Linked DNA regions of Sus scrofa: regions 2, 3 and 4 are each linked to region 1. The links are chromatin contacts, called in public Hi-C and targeted proximity ligation maps. All regions are on one chromosome and are shown on one strand. The core of a region is the stretch at or near the end of the contact, and the rest is flanking DNA. Distances in the headings are between cores, read along the strand shown.

Region 1 (2,645 bases), core at 37-2,536:
TAGCAACACAGGATACATTATGAGTAAGTTCTTTCCTTTTTTTTTTTTTTTAAACAATGATGCTAACTCACCAGATCCTTCTGAAAGAGTCCTTTTATTAATTTCAATGAAGTCAAGTAGAGAACAAGTTGTAATATGAAACACAATTTATGCAACTATGTTGAAATTCTCTGCCTGAGTTACATCTCCTAATGCAAGAATTTTATGGTAAAACAATTTCAAAACAACATCTAGCATTAGCTTAGGCTCATTTTGGTTTCAGGCTGTCTTTCTATACAAATCATAGAACTCCTGAGGCAAAATGATAGCGCCTTTAAGGAGGAGAAAAAAAAAAAAATCCTGTTCCCCACAGTTTATAATAAAAGAGCTGAAACTAAGCCTTGATTGAAATTATACTGTTAGGCAACTCCAGAAACTAAACACAAAAACATGGTAAAGATTGCAACATCAAGGGAAAACCATCTTCATCGATATCGTTTTAGATTCCCAGCCGTTCCTGACCCGAGCCCACATGAGAGCAACTGAACCTTCAGAGGCTTTCCCGCAGTCAGCCAACCAGCAACTCCCTCCTTCCTCAACCACGCGGGTTGCCCAGGGAAAGGCACGCAATACATTTAAAGGGCCAATAGAAATCCCGTGGGTGGGTTTGGTCCGCCTTTCAAAAACCAATGAACTTCCCATTATATAACCTTTAATACCAAGAGAGAAGTTTACAGTCACATACCCGACTAAACTATAAGGCAGGCTTCACTGCATGCCTCATCGTGGTTTTTTGTTGGTTTTTTTTTTTTTTTTTTTTTTTTTTAAAGAAGAAGTAAGGAAAAGTAAAAGAAAGAGTGTCCTGAATGACACAATCCATCTAACTCAGGTAATGTCAGAAAATTAATGAATCTACATGGTGGTACGACCTAGGCTTGCTTTTTGTGATGATTTTCAGGGCAATCTGAGGTTTTCAATCAGAAAAATGTAGGCATCTAAAAACATAAGCTCCATGACATTTTATTAATTCTTTATAAAATAAAGTCTTTTAACCACAGCAGAATTCTGAGAATCTGGCTTTTCCAGAAAGCCCAAGAAAAATACTTTAGTTTCACCATTCTCAAATTCATTTGACTTTGAAACAAAATAAACATATTACTCTATTTAATATCTTGCACAAGCGAATTCACAAGAATGAAATGTGTTCAGAGTTCCTAGAAAAAATGTAGCAATACAGGCTGCCAACTTGTTCAATGTCAAGCTCTAGGCAGTATAGCCACACTAGCAGTAAATGACTCAGAGTGAGTCACGCTTAAGCTATTTTTGCTTTTAAAGTACTGCCAGGCACTGTGTTAATATTCAACCCAGAGTAAATTTAGCCCAACAAGAAAACAAGTGTTTCCATGGCTGCTTCTTCACACTGTTTATGGTATATATGCAGCCATTAGGCACAGGAATCTAGCCAGATAAGTTAAGTAGAAATGCTCATCTATTATTTATATCCAGGCTTTGGAACACTGCAAACACGAAATGCATCTTAGGCTATTCTTTCAACTCCTTCTGTCTATCCGCCCCTCCAGACCCCAAAGAGCAACGACATAGAGAGGATACTATTAATGATTCATTTAAAAGTTTGTGCCGTGAAACTCTAGTGGACTGTTGTTCACGGATTTTATGTGGCTCTGTGTTAAGAGTCACAACGACCCATGTTTCTCTGATAGTGCGGCCACAGGGAAGTAAAGTGCTTTAAAAAGTATCTAGCAAAAACAGCAGGAAATGTGGGCTATAGATACCAAATAGAATCATTGCACAGTATCAAGTATAGTGAACAGTTAGCCTGGTAATGTGAACACTCAACAGGTGTTTAAAAAATAATGCCTGTTCTAATTTGAAAAGATACATGCACCCCAATGTTCACAGCAGCACAATTTACAAGCCAAGACATGGAAGCAACCTAAGTGTCCATTTATAGATGAATGGATGACAAAAGTGGGGTGTACATATACAAGAGAATACAGTTCAGCCACAAAAAAGAATGAAATAGTGCTATTTGCAGCAACATGGATGGACCTAAAGATTATCACACTAAGTAAAGTAAGTCAAAGCCGAATATCATATGATATCACTTATATGTAGACTCTAAAAAAAGATACAAATAAACTTATTTACAAAACAGAAACAGACTCACAGACATAGAAAACAAACTTATGGCTACCAAAGGGGAAAGGGGGTGGGAGAGGGATAAACCAGGATTTGGGGATTAACAGATACATACTATTATATATAAAACAAACAAGGACTTACTGTATAGCACAGGGAACTATATTCAGTATCTTGTAATAGCCTATAATGGAAAAGAATCTAGAAAACATGTATTTATATGTGTATACACACACACACACACACACACACATATAACTCAATCACTTTGCTATATACCTGAAACTAACACAACAATGTAAATCAACTATACTAGAAAAAAAATATATTGGTGGTGAGAGATGCATGGCTAATAACCGACTGATCTAAAAAAAAAAAAATTTCAGTTTTTCAGAATATGCTATTTTTATTCCAAATGCACATGGAATTCTTACACTTGAATAGCACAGTGACTATGAGATGGATGCTAGGGCTTTTCCCTAAATGGTCTGTTTACAGCTGTCAGA
Region 2 (2,645 bases), core at 108-2,607, 380 kb before region 1:
ACAATTGTTCAACAAAAGTATACCGTCAAATTTGCTGTGCTCTGAAATGTTTTCTAGATTTTCACATGTGTCTTAGAGTGGGTGTATTAGCTTTTATCGATTGCTGTGCAACACGTTACCACAAGCTTAGAGACTAAAAACAACACATACTCATTCCCTCGCAGTTTCCGTGAGTCAGGAGTTCAGGCGTAGCTTAAGTGGGTTCTCTGCTTAGGGCCTCACCAGGTCCAGGGGTGTTGGGCAGCATTCTCATCTAGAGACTCAGCTGGGAAAGGATCAACTTCCAAGCTCATGAATATCATTGGCAGAATTCACTTCCGGTGGCTCTCTCACTAAAGATCCTGGCTTCATGCTGGCTGCCAGCTGGAGGCTGTCCCAGAGGCCGCCCCCCACTTCCTTGCCATGTGGGCTCGTCTAACATGGTCGCTTACTTCTCATCTCCTGTTATTCCACTCTTGCGAAATGCCCTCCTGAGTGTGGGCTGAACCATTCACTTGTTTCTAACTAACAGAATGTGCAAAAGTGATGAGAGGTCAATTCCAAGACAAGGCCGCAAGAGCCTGTGACTCCTGTCTCATTTGCATTCTCTCTTGCCCTCTCACTTGCTCATTTATGACGAACCCAGTGCCATGTTGTGGGATGCTCTATGGAAGGGTCAGTGTGGCAAGAACCAAGGAGGGCCCCCTGCCAGCAGTTCCTGAGGAACTGAGGCGCTCAGTGCAACAGCCAGTAAGAAACTAAGTCCTGCTTAGGCGCCTCCGTAGGCGCCAACTGGAGAGCAGATCCTTCCCAGTCAAGCCTTGAGATGACTTCCGCTATGTGAGAGTCCCAGAACAGAGGACCCAGCTGAGCCTCTCCTGGATTGCTGACCCAGAAAAGCCAAGAGATGCTAAATGATGTGGTTTTAAGCCACTAAGTATAGGAGTAATTTGTTACACAGCAGTAGATAACAAACACACCAGCAGTTTGTCCCCAATACTTTAATAAACATCACCCTAAGGGAACAGGATTAAGGCCCTGTTCTAGTGCAGACAACAGAGGAACAACTTGAGTGCAAGGGCTCAGAAGTTTCTCAATATGCCCCTTTACACCTCAGAGCTTGACCCAGAACCTGCAAGCAGAGAGGCTGAAACAGAAGAAAACAAAAATTGGAATTATTCCAGTAAAATCGCTTTGTCTATTGAGAAGCAAGGTGGCCTTGTCTTGGAGACAAGATGCAGACAGAGACAGCCATTCTCCTGGGGCCAGCACAGAGACGCTGGAGGGAGCAGCAGCCTGGGCACAGATAGCAGCCACACCGGCCTTGGCAAGAGGCCCCAAAGCTTCCTGTGAGCATCAGAGCAGAAAGCGGGAGCTGAGAGAGGGAAGAGTAAACACCATGTGGGAGCCAGAGGACAGAGTCCGTGTGTACATGTGACCTATCTCTTGGGACTTCCAGAAATAACTGAGGTGAGAACTTGGCAGGGACTCCTTGACCATGGAGTATAAGACTAGTACAAAGTGAGATTGGGTAAATCTAAATATTTATTGACAATGACAAAGTGATGGGTGTGATAGATATGGCGGCCCCGCCCCTGCTCCCAACCTGTGGTCCCTGGGAACTTAGGAACATAGAATGATTTTCTTCCTAATGGCATTTTAAGTTCCTACAGTACAGGGATCTTCCTTGCCTTCCAGGGTGATGTTGAACATGCCATGTTGGGTGAAGAATATAGATGGAGAGAAAGACACCATGGTCCCTCCTATTTAATGAGTTTAACACAAATAAGTTTAGGCTTCATCCTCTTGACCTTGTTAGAGGCTGCCTTTTTGCCTGGTCTGCCGAGGGCAGAAGGCTGCATCTTTGGTACGAACATCAACCAGCCTATGCATGGTATGATCACCACAGCCAGACCCCAGCTCAAATCGTTGGAACGTACAACCTCAAAGCCCTCCTAGGCTGAACCACTCCTCATGTTCTGGGTGAACAATTAGCGCAGAAAATGTGGGGTGGAGGAAGCATCGATGAATGCATGGACCATTTCCAAAATAATGCATGACGCTGTTTTAAAGCACAAAGTGTAGGGGTCATTTGTTACACAGCAAGAGATAATTAACACACTCTTGACTGATGGCTTGTGCCCCACACTTTAGAAAACACCATCCTAAAGGACCAGCATTAAGCCACCATTCCAGTGGGGTGAGTGGGATGAAGATGAAAGGCAGAAAGACAGAGGCTAGATGGGAAATCAAAAGCCTTGCATTCTGGTTCCAGCTCTATCAAGACTCCCCAGCTGTGTGAGCTCAGTGAGAGCACTTCCTCTTCTGTAAAGTGGAATTAATGATAAATGCCTTTCTTACGTCACACTGTCATTATGAGACTCAGATTATAGAACCCGAGTGAAAGCTTTTTAACATGTAAGATTATATTCCCAGGTAAGAGGTTATAATCATCCACATTATCAGCATCAGCTTTATTGCTGGCTCTTATAAGGTAAAGCCAACAAAAGTTTGAATGTCTCAATCAAAGTCCACCCGAGAGAACAGAAACCACCCTAAGTATTTGGAACAGGGAGAAATTAAATGGCAAATGAGTTACACAGGGGATAAAAGGGCTGGAAAGCCCACCAGGAAATAATGGGTGACCCAGAGATTAATCATCACAG
Region 3 (2,645 bases), core at 54-2,553, 320 kb before region 1:
TTTTCTCACCTGTTCTAGTTCCAAGAGCAATACCTAGTACATAATAACCACTCACTAAATATTTATTAAATGAGTGATTGTTATTTGGAGGTAATGCCGCTTCCTTTTCAGGAGATGAGAAAATATATGCCAAACTCCTCTCTTACTGTCTCAGTGATCGGCATACAACAGAAGCCCAGTAATTCTTAGCCCGTCCCCTCCCCAACTTCAGCTTTTTCCCCTTGGCGGAAGGAGGCTGATGAATGACATGATGCGTTAGGTCAAATGTCCCCTGCAGCCCCATTTCTTGGGCTGAGTCGTCCTGCTGCCATGTTCTTGAGCCAATTTCCAGGGCTTCTGAGTTCCCATGATGTTACATATTAGCCAGGCCTCTTCTTCCTGCTCTCAGTCAAATGCTGACAGTAATTCATTTGCAAGAATTAAATGCAAGATTGAATTTTAACAACTCAGAAATTTGAGGTCAACTGTGCTTTCGGCGACCTTTAGGGGCAGGAAGCCCGGTGAGTGAGCTGGTATCCCGACTTTTCATCGGGTGATACTCTTATGGGTCACAATCCTGCAAGATAGGAATTATTATCCTCTTCATGCATTAAAAGGGACAAAAGGTTCTGAGAGGTTGACTGGCCCAAGGTCACACCATCACCCCAGGGCCCCAGCACTGCCTCCAAGCCCAACCAGTGATGTTCAGAAGTTTCAGGCAGGCAAAAATCTCCTCACTCAGGAAGACAGGAATGAGGTCGCTTATGCTCTGAACCCACACCTCAAACTCTCTGACCAGTCAGCCCCGGTTGAGGATTGGCAGATGGAGCCAGGGCCATGTGGCAAATCAGAAAACTAGTCAGGTGGGACTGGAACGGTGCCTCTGAGGTATTTCACAAACACGGGAACAAACACATTTGGTGTCGCAATCCTGGCCACCCGGAGCTGCCGCGCTGGCTGTTTTTTGAGAACGGATGGTGGATGAGGCCTTCGAGGGCTGACGGGGCCCAGAGGCCCGGGTGCGCGCCATCTTGGAAGCAGAACCAGCCCTCAGGCGACAAGGCTCAGGCCCCTCAGTCCGCGGTTAGCCTCACTCTAGACCCCTTGGCCAGGCGGCCCAGAAGTCACCTGTACTTACCACTTCCCCCACTATTGCCTCTGACAGACCCTGTGAGCTGAGGTAACCAGGCTTCGGACTGGACCCCAACCCTACCTTTTCCACCTCCTTTCCCAGGAAGCAGACTAGCCCCTGCTAGACTCTCAAAGAGCTATTCATCCCATATCCTAAAAACAAAAGTTACCTAGGGCCAACTCTCTCTCAGCATGTCACCACGCCCTCTGGGATGATTCGTGGAACTGGTATGAACGGCTCCATAAACTCAGAGCACAGATATGGCCACACTCCACTGAATTTTCCAATTAGTCTCTTAAGCGCACATCAACATTACAAGCAGAAAGTCCAGCATCTCCCTCAGGAGGTCTCCTCCCTGCCCAATGAATTGTCCCAAAGCCTCGGACACAGGCCCAGTGAAAACAGAAATGAGGGCTCCCGTTCACCGGTCACAGAGGAGCTGGAGTCCCTTCAGGTTACAGCCACCACGAATTCTTACCACCACATCGTGTCACTGTTGAAATCATGCCTATGTGAGTTCTTGGATCTGGACAAATGTCAAAACCAAGTCCGCGACCTGCAGTTGGGGGCCCCATGGAGAACTCCCACAGTACAATTCTCCTAATTCATTTTTCTCACACTCGGCTATTTCCCAGGTTATAAGAAGACAGCCGCGGAGTTCCCGTCATGGCTCAGTGGTTAACGAATCCGACTAGGAACCATGGGGTTGCGGGTTCGATCCCTGGCCTTGCTCAGTGGTTAAGGATCTAGCACTGCCATGAGCTGTGGTGTAGGTTGCAGATGCGGCTTGGATCCCAAGTGTCTGTGGCTGTGGCGTAGGCCAGTGGCTACAGCTCCCATTAGACCCCTAGCCTGGGAACCTCCATATGCCGCGGGTGTGGCCCTAGAAAAGGCAAAAAGACAAAAAAAAAAAAAAAAAAAAAAGAGACAGCAGGAAAACTAAATCAGGACTGATTCTGTTTTCCATCCTCTCAAATCCCTTTCTCCCTGCCTCGTGAGCACTGCAGGAAAGACCTTCCCTCTTTGAAATTTCCAAAAAGGGAAACATCTTATCCTCCTCTCAAGAGCGTGAGTGCTGCTTGCTGTGTACCTGCCTGCTCAGGGCAGCTGGCCTTGCAGCCTTTCTTCTCTTGTGTGTCCCCTGATGGATCTGGCAACTTCCCTGCTAAAGGAGAGAATGAGATTGTGCCCAAGTTAAATTTCCAGCAGGGCCCCTCCTGTTAGGATACCTGCAACATGTGCAGTGAATCTCGGGGCCACAGAACTGTCCCCAGACATAGCCAGAGGACAGTCACTCTGTTTGGGAAGGGCCTAGGGTCTACCGGGCTTTTGGATACATACGATCCTGGTCAATCCTTACAACACCGAGAGGGATGCAGTTTCGAGCTACATTTTCTGGGGCCAGGGGTGGCGGGGTTGGGGGCGGGGATGAGGCCCAGAGCTACTTGGCTGTAAGATGCTTGCGCTCTCCCTCCCACTCTGGAGAAGGCACAGCATGCTCCCCCAGCCCAGGAGTTTACTGCAAGGGAGCTCA
Region 4 (2,645 bases), core at 68-2,567, 260 kb before region 1:
TGTCATACTGTTTTAGTTATTATAGCTTTATAATATAGCTTTAGATCAGGGATCATGATGTATCCATCTTTGTTCTTCTTTCTCAAGATTGCGTTGACTATTCAGAGTCCCCTGTGGTTCCATACAAATCTGAGTGTTGCTTGTTCCTGACTTCAGATTTTCCTTTCTCTGATGCCCCTTCAGGCCTCAGCTTTTATCCAAATCCACTCCAGTTCTCTAAAAAAAAAAAAAAAAAAATTTAATGATAACAATGAATAATAACTACATTTTTGTGTGCTCTGTCTGTAATAAATCTATGACAATGCTATAACAATTACTTTATATAACAATACTAGCATTTATTAAGAACTCTTACTTACATACTGGGCCACCTTCTTTCAATTATATATATATATTAGCTTATTTATCAACTCCATGAGGAAGGTGCTATAATATAATTCCCTTTTAAAGATGAGAAAGCTGGGGCACAGGACAGTTAAGTCACCTGCTTAAGGACACACAGCTAATGAGCCACAGAACAAGGAGTTAAACTTCAAGCTGTAAAGTCTGATTCTTAGCATCTATATCCTGCTGCCTCATGCAATCCTCCTGGGTCCTTAATGACAGTCTTCCCAGGCAGATATTTCCTGATTTTACAAATGAGAAAACTGGAGACTCAGCTATATCTTGGGCCCATGTGCCGAGTCGCCATATTGGAATTGGACCCTAAACCCAGTATTGTCTAATCCCATAGTCTGAGGCCCCAACCACCACACAGCTCTGCCCTTCCGTTCACACCAGTCTGAGCTTGGGGGAGCAGGGAGGGCCTCCCCATCTCCCTCCGAGGAATTGTTTGAGCCTTCTCCTCATGGTCAAGAATTTCTCACACGGGCTCCCCACTCAAGGGAGGCCTCCTGGGTTTCTGGATTCAAAGCCTGTGCGTGTGTCACGGCCAAGCATCTACACTAGCTGTGCCCCTGCAGATTTTCTCCAATCTTCAACTCCTCGGCAAGTGCTAGGGACTTTGTTCCATGATGGAAGGTCACTCGGTTCCAGTGGCAGGCTCAAGTGGGTGAGGGAGGCCCTTTGAGTCATGGAGGAAACCACAAGCTCGGGTCCCCGCAGCCCCTGCTCCCAGAGGCCGCACCCCAATACTGTGGAAATGTGTAATTTGCACCCTCATCCACCTCCCACAGACCCAGGGTTCTGCTGCTGCTGATTCATTTTGAGAAGCTCCACTTTCCACAGCTTCATGAGGAAGGATTGTCCCCACCGCCAGAGCCATGTGTGTTTGCTATGATTCATCAGATCGTCTGCAATCGCCTCAAAAATAGCCCTTACGCAATGCAGGAGCCGCTGGGAGCCTCGGCGCAGGGGCTTCCCCTCTTAGTCACCCTCTGGGCCTCAGTCCACTTCCACGCAGCCACGGGAACTCGGAGGGACAGGCACATGCCCAAAAGAGGAACTTGAGAAACTAGCAGGCGGGGGGTGAAGGCCGCCCCCCCACAGTTGGCAACTGTGATGAGGCAAGATCGCAGCTGTGGGCCTCTGTAGAAGTGAAATGTGCTCCGTAAACAAAATCTCCCAAGGCCAAGGGTGGCCGCGGCCCTGTGCCCTCTGGTCCCAGGGTCTGTGGCCAGCAAGGAGGCCCCGGACACGGCTGATCAGCTCTTCCTGCAGATTTGGATGTTCGACGGGAAGGCAGGCTGCTGGCAGAGGCTGATGCTGGTCTGAGCCTACAGAGAACACTGAGAGGGACAAGAGGGAGGGTGGTGTCCCACTGGGGGTGCCTCCTGCTGGAAGGAGGCCCTTCCGGTCCAGTGTTCCTCCTCTCTAGCCACCAGCAGTTAGATATGATGGGGGTTGGAGAGAGTTGTCACCACATGGATGCTCAGGCCCCATCTCCAGAGATCCTGGGTGGGCCTGGGTGTGGGTGCTTTTCAAAAGCTGACATTTTAGAGTTGAAAACTAGTTACCTAGGGCGAGCCATCACGTTGCATAGAAGGAGTTGCTGAACTTCAACTTTCCCTTGGCCTACAAAGCCTTCCACGATCAGGCCTCTTCATTTCCTCATTACCTCTCTGAATTCTCTGGGGTTTTTTGCTTGTTTGTTTGTTTGTTTGTTGTTTTTTCTTTTTTAGGGGCCGCACCTGCAGCATATGGCAGTTCCCAGACTGAGGGTTGAATCTGAGCTGCAGCCGCCAGCCTACGCCACAGCAACACGGGATCCGAGCCGCATCTGCAATCCACACCGCAGCTCACAGCAACTGCCGGAGTCTGAACCCACTGCAGAGATTGAACCCACATCCTCATGGATACTAGTCAGGTTCTTAACCCACTGAACCACAGGGGAAACTCGTGAATTCTCTGGTCTTACCACTTCTCTCTCTCTCTCCTCTTCCAGTCTCCTCCCCGCTCTTCCTCTTTCCCTCTCCCTGACTCTCCCCCCACCCTCCTCTCTTCCTCCCACCTCAGGGCCTTTGCACCACCTGTTACCCCTGCCTTTGCCCCAGATCCCTCAGGATTCTAAGTCCGAATCAGTACCTTAGTGCCTCTCCATGTTCTCACTTCATTTTCCTTCACAGCACAACAGACCCTATGTCTGTATTTTTTTATTGCCTTATCCTCCATTAGAATGTAGTCTCAGAAGGGCCAGGGCTTCCTGC

What was found. A called contact is a pair of places that touch in the nucleus more often than the background predicts.
Region 2: a contact with region 1 is called in a targeted proximity ligation map of alveolar macrophages. A contact is called at or near these places in 15 of 47 Hi-C or Micro-C datasets (adipocytes, alveolar macrophages, embryonic fibroblasts and 9 more) and 2 of 2 datasets of targeted methods (alveolar macrophages and skeletal muscle).
Region 3: a contact with region 1 is called in a Hi-C map of liver, with 1.6 times the contacts expected there. A contact is called at or near these places in 2 of 47 Hi-C or Micro-C datasets (liver and skeletal muscle) and 1 of 2 datasets of targeted methods (alveolar macrophages).
Region 4: a contact with region 1 is called in a targeted proximity ligation map of alveolar macrophages. A contact is called at or near these places in 3 of 47 Hi-C or Micro-C datasets (psoas muscle and skeletal muscle) and 2 of 2 datasets of targeted methods (alveolar macrophages and skeletal muscle).

Annotation. Positions count from the first base shown.
Region 1 is chr4:14,488,980-14,491,624 of Sscrofa11.1, forward strand. The region is part of intron 4 of NSMCE2 (E3 SUMO-protein ligase NSE2); the gene reads right to left. Among named protein-coding and RNA genes, the nearest start is that of WASHC5, 110 kb to the right of the region's middle.
Region 2 is chr4:14,111,579-14,114,223 of Sscrofa11.1, forward strand. No RefSeq gene overlaps it. Among named protein-coding and RNA genes, the nearest start is that of TRIB1, 190 kb to the right of the region's middle.
Region 3 is chr4:14,165,433-14,168,077 of Sscrofa11.1, forward strand. No RefSeq gene overlaps it. Among named protein-coding and RNA genes, the nearest start is that of TRIB1, 130 kb to the right of the region's middle.
Region 4 is chr4:14,226,159-14,228,803 of Sscrofa11.1, forward strand. No RefSeq gene overlaps it. Among named protein-coding and RNA genes, the nearest start is that of TRIB1, 71 kb to the right of the region's middle.